Linked DNA regions of Mus musculus: region 1 is linked to region 2. Evidence: chromatin contacts called from public promoter capture Hi-C data. All regions are on one chromosome and are shown on one strand. The core of a region is the stretch at or near the end of the contact, and the rest is flanking DNA. Distances in the headings are between cores, read along the strand shown. Region 1 holds the start of Atp8b3 (ATPase, class I, type 8B, member 3). Region 2 overlaps Tcf3 (transcription factor 3).

What was found. Promoter capture Hi-C pulls out the DNA fragments that hold promoters and counts their contacts.
Region 1: a contact with region 2 is called in a promoter capture Hi-C map of neural stem cells. The contact joins the promoter of Atp8b3 here to the enhancer-like site in region 2. A contact is called at or near these places in 18 of 39 promoter capture datasets (the 3T3-L1 cell line, 3T3-L1-derived adipocytes, the C10 cell line and 11 more), 1 of 484 Hi-C or Micro-C datasets (bone marrow-derived macrophages), 17 of 115 datasets of contacts at active chromatin or transcription factors (the 230-238 cell line, the HPC-7 cell line, the SCID.adh cell line and 10 more) and 4 of 9 other capture datasets (adipose tissue, embryonic stem cells, liver and 1 more).

The regions. Positions count from the first base shown.
Region 1 is chr10:80,537,808-80,540,507 of GRCm38.p6, forward strand. It overlaps Atp8b3 (ATPase, class I, type 8B, member 3), which reads right to left and starts at 1,317. Exons shown (of 28, transcript NM_026094.3): 1 at 1,209-1,317.
Region 2 is chr10:80,412,121-80,414,820 of GRCm38.p6, forward strand. Tcf3 (transcription factor 3) reads right to left here. Exons shown (of 19, transcript NM_001164149.2): 17 at 1,085-1,217; 18 at 707-942. Among named protein-coding and RNA genes, the nearest start is that of Uqcr11, 6.6 kb to the left of the region's middle. Within about 2 kb of position 1,276, at least 33 of the 459 cell types and tissues checked have an H3K27ac peak or open chromatin away from gene starts, as enhancers often do. A contact at or near this core is called in neural stem cells, where this site is marked.

The sequences.
Region 1 (2,700 bases), core at 67-2,566, 130 kb after region 2:
AGAGGAGGAGGAGGAGGAGGAGGAGGAGGAGGAGGAGGAGGAGGAGGAGGGAGACAAAAAGATCTGGCCTTGGGATTGCTAAGTGTAGTGACAGGGTCTCACTCTGCTGCTCTTACACCCATAATTCTGCTCCAGCCTCCTGGAGGAGCTAGGATGACAGACCTGTGCTCTCACTCCTGGCTGGGTCTGGTAACTTAAGACAGCCCTATACCTGGTGACATGGGTCCTCCCTGCTCCCTTCCCGGGGGGCAGATCTTCAACCACCACCTGAGCACTCACCCCATCGGTCCCCCAGTTTACCCATATGCCCCCCACTGTCACCACCCTGCCTGGTGGATTTCTTCCTCACCCTCCAAATTTCACTCTGTACTTCCCAGACCGGCCCGTGGGAATCATGCGCCTCCTGGGGGCTTCCTGAGCAGCTGGGGTGTCCCCCATCTTGCCTCTGGTCACCTCTCTTCTAGAGCTTTCACTGTCTTAATGTCTGCTGAACCCACATTTCCCCCAGGACAAGGAGTCCTGGTGTCTGAGTCATGTGTTTCCCCAGGGCATCTTGGGGCCCCACCTCCTCCTGGCTCAGCACCAGCTCTGGGTATTGGGCTTTTCCCTGATTATCACGTGAGGAAAACTGAGGCTGGAGAGGGTGTGGGAAGGATGTGTGAAGAGATCTTGATTCTAGGGAACACTCTAGTCCAGGGGTTCTTAACCTTCCTAATGCTATGACCCTTTAATAAGTTCCTCATATTGTGGGGACCCCAACGACAAAATTGGTTTTGTTGTTATTCCATGACTAATTTTGCTACTGTCATGAAGCATAATGCAAATATCTGTTTTTTTCAGATCGTCTTAGGTGGCCCCTGTGAAAGGGTCGTTTGACCCTCCCCAGGTTGAGAATTGCTACTGCACTCAGTCTTCCTTTCCAATGTTTTTCAAAGTTTCCAAAATCTTCCTGTTCCAAAGTGTTCCTGCCCACTCACCAGACACCCCATTAGCAGTATTCCCCAGCGGCCATGACGCACAGCCCTAGTGAACTCTAGTGGTCACCAAACTGTCCTGTAGGTAAGCTCCACCTCGGTGTCTGGTTTTATGAACCTCAAGGGGGCACCATCTCCTGTCTCAAGTGCTGGCATCCGGGCCCAAGACCCCTAGAGCACAGAGAGGTCACAGTGGCGCCCAAGGATGCACAACTCGTGAGCATCGGTGCTCACCTGCGAGGGCCGGGCTTGGTGGGGCCTGGCTGCCTAGGGCGGGCCGCCAGCGGCGTCCAGGGCCGCCGATGTTGTGGAGCTGTTAGCCTGGTGCCAACGGGTCTGAAACGGGTGGCGCGGGCTCGTGGGGCGGGGCATTGCGAAGGGGGCGGGGCCTACCAGAGCCTTAAGGCCTGCAGCTTAAGGGCAGGAGAAGGATAGGACCAGGCGACAGGGGCGGGGCCTGGAGAAGGTGGGGCCTAGTTGAATGGCACAGAGGGTAAGGGTAGAGCCTGGAGTTGTGGGCGTGGCTGAGTCTTCGGGGTGTGGTCAGGTCTCGTGGGCGGAGTCGTGTTTTAGGAGCTTGGCAGAGCCAACCTTGTGCTACAAACCAGGCTTATGGGTGGAGCAAGAATTAATTGTACAGCCAGGCGTAGTGGCATACGCCTTTAATCCCAGCACTCGGGAGGCAGAGGCAGGTGGATTTCTGAGTTCGAGGCCAGCCTGGTCTACAAAGTGAGTTCCAGGACAGCCAGGACAGCTATACAGAGAAACCCTGTCTCAAAAAAAAAAAAAAAAAAAGCGGAGACCAGGCTTCCAGGGGAGTCTATTCCTGGTGAGCGTGGTATTACATCTCAAGGATGGGACAATGCTTTGTGGGCGGAGGCATGAGTCAAGGGCCAGGAAGGAAGGAAGGAGGGAGGGGGTTTGGGTAAACTAGAAAGGACAGGAAAGCCTTGGGAAGAGGTCAGGGAGGAAAGGCAGGGGTCTGGCATCTGGAATCTCTGCGGGCAAGGCCAAGATAAGGCCAGCCGTAGAACAGAAAAGGGTCAAGCCAGGCAGTGGTGACACATGCCTTTAATCCCAGTACTTGGGAGGCAGAGACAGAGGCAGGCCTGGTCTACAGAGTGAGTTCCAGAACAGCCAGGGCTACACAGAGAAACTCTGTCTTGAAAAACCAAAAGGAGGAGGAGGAGGAGGAGGAGGAGGAGGAGGAGGAGGAGGAGGAGGAGGAGGAGGAGGAGGAGGAGGAGAAAAGAAGAAAAGGGTCAAGTCATGATCCAGGGAGGGAGGCAGAGACTAGGGCATGGCTGGGGTATCAGGGACAGGCTCAGAAAAGGTGGGTCTGAGCTTCATTCTGCAGGGCAGGAGTTAAGTTCAAACTGGTCTCAAGCTTTATTATGTAGGGGAATGCAGATTAATCCTCCACCCTATATAATGACAGCAGCCTCTCACTGAGCTACATCTCCTGCATTTGGGAAGAGCATCTTCCAAGCACACTAAGCACAGTATACTCCAGCCCAACTAAACATTGCTGAATTGGGGATTAGGAGTGGGAAGGTTGCACACCAGTGAGCACGGTTGAGCCAGGTCTGTATCTGTCATGCCTAAGTGGGAAAGGGAGCCCACAAGGCACTGATGGGCTATGTTGATACCTGTGTACAGTGGATGTATGCCAGGGATGCTGGCCACGGTACACCCTGAAGAGGCTGTAGTCAGCCCTGCCTCTAAC
Region 2 (2,700 bases), core at 26-2,525:
GGCCAGCAGGTATGAAGGAGATCAGGGGGGTGGGGGGGGACGGGGACAGTCGACCTAGAGTGTGACCGGCAGAAAGACAACCTGTGGGACAGTGCAGAGACAGAGTAGGTACAAGGGACAGCTGACATTGGGAACAGCTGGTGTGGAAGAGGGTGGATGTGATGTTAGGTAATGAGGATGAGGACAGTCAGTGTGGATGGTGACAGAGTAGATGGGGACAGTCAGAATGGTTGGGGACAGTCAGTATGGATGGGAACAGTCAGTATGGATGGGGACAGAGTGAGGACAGTCAGTGTGGATAGGGACAGTCAGTGTAGATGGGGACAGACAGTGTGGATGGGGACAGTCAGTGTGGATGGGGACAGTCAGTGTGGATAGGGACAGTCAGTGTGGATGGTGACAGACAGTGTGGATGGTGACAGAGTAGATGGGGACAGTCAATGTGGATGGGGACAGAGTGGATAGGGACAGTCAAGAGTGGATGGGGACAGTCAGAGTGGGGACAGCAGTATGAGGCAGGACTGGTCATTAGTGCCACAGTGTAGCAAACTGGGCAGGGACAGTCAGTTCAGAGAGCAGCGAGTGCAGGGAACCTCCTGTCTGGAGGAGGGGTGCAAGGACTGGTCGGTGAGGGACTGTCACTGCTCTGGCTTGGGCAGCAGGGAAGGAGCATCGCGGAGGCGCGGGGCGCGGGCCGCCCACTGACCTCGCACCTGCTGCTCCAGGCTGAGGATGACGGCCACGGCCTGGTGCAGGATGAGCAGTTTGGTCTGCGGCTTCTCGCTGCTGAGGTGCAGCTGGCACATGCGGCCGAGCTCCTTAAAGGCCTCATTGATGTCGCGGACCCGCAGGCGCTCTCGGGCATTATTGGCCACCCGGCGCTCCTTCTCCCGCTCCGCCTTCTGCTCTGGGGGGAGAAGGTCGTCCTCGTCCTCGTCTGGGCTATGGGGGAGGGGAGCCGGGGGCCAGAGGGAGACAGTGAGGTGATGTGGTGGCCTGCAGGGCCTCCCGGGGTCTGTGTGCACGTGTGATGTGTGTAACATGTGATGTGTGCGTGTATGGCCCAAGGGGTGGGGTTTGGCACCTGGTGCGCGTGCGTGGGACCTTCAGGTCCTTCTTGTCCTCTTCGGCGTCGGCTACTGATGCGATTTCCTCATCCTCTTTCTCCTCCCGCTTGATCTCGCTGGCACCCGCTGTTGTGCCTGCCCTCCCGAGTCCTGAAACAAGCCAGGGATGAGGGGCCCCTTGCCAGGACGCAGCTCCAAACAAACTGAGAGAGGCAGGCTGGATGGCTGCCCTCAACTGGGAGCTGGCTCCCTGCCTGACACTGAAGTCACACTAGACCCTTCACAGAACCAGCAACTGCAGACCTGCTCTGTTTGAAAATGGCAAACCAGCAACTGCAGAACCTGCTCTGTTTGAAAATGGCAAACTCACAAGTTTTAAAACTAGGGGAACAGCTGTCCACTGGTAGCACACACCTTTAATCCCAGCACTTGGGAGGCAGAGGCAGGTAGATTTCTGAGTTTGAGGCCAGCCTGGTCTACAGAGTGAGTTCCAGGACAGCCAGGGCTACACAGAGAAACCCTGACTCAGAAAACCAAAGCAGTGGGAGGAGCAATCCCTGCTATAACCATGGGGCAGGGGGAGAGTCTGTGGACTGGTACAAGAACACACCTGTCACCCCAGCACTGGGAGGCTGAGGTAAAGGGGTTGTAAGTTCAAGACCAGCCTATGATACACAGTGAGGTTGTCTAAAAAAAAAAATCAAAATCAAAATCATAAACCTGGTTGTTGGCACACGCATCAATCCTGGACTTCGGAGGCCAAGGCTAGAGACCAGAAATTCAAGGTCATTCCAAAGCCAGCCTGGGCTACCTGAGAAATTGGGTCAGGATATCAATAACAAGAACTGCCTAGAAAATGTCCACAACAAACATTGAAATACAACAGGCACAATTCGGAGTGCAGACACAGTCTAGGGATTAAGAGCTGAGGGGGGCCTGCATAAGATCATGCACAGCAGACACTGCGTGGGCCTGGGGCTTCCTCTGTGGACGTCATCCTTAGTCTCACCCACGCCCAATCCACCGAGCCCCTCACACAGCCAGTGCTAGCCTTATGGCTCCCAGCGTCACCTGAGGGTGCAGAGGCCAGACATTCCTACCCTGCTCTCTGCTGGCAAAATGTTCCCCACACCCACAGGCCACTGCACACTGGCTTGTCAGAGCTTCCCGTCTCTTCCACCCTCTCGTTCTCCCTACGAGGGCTCTGCTCTGCCCACAGGCCTGTGCACAGGCTGCCTCCTTGCTGGAGGCTCCTCTGTACCCCTGTTCTATTCCCTCCACGTGTGCTGGCCTAACATCTCTACAAGCACTGCATCCCCTATGGGACCGCGCCTGTCCTAAGCCCTCATGTGAAAAGCAAGCACTCCATTTTGCCAGGTTCCTGAGCCCTGCCGTGTGCCTCAGTGCTCCCCAAACAAACCAGCACACAGGCTACATTGAGGACCTGAACAGTCAGTCTACCTGATGGCTCTTGGTCACAAGTGTGTGTGTGTGTGTGTGTGTGTGTGTGTGTGCTCAAAAGGCAGGCAGGGACCAGGGAAAGACATCAAGTGTCCTGTTCTTGTCACTATGACTTATCCTGGAAACACAGAGATTTTCAGCAAAGCTGGCCACCACGCTCACCCTTGTAACA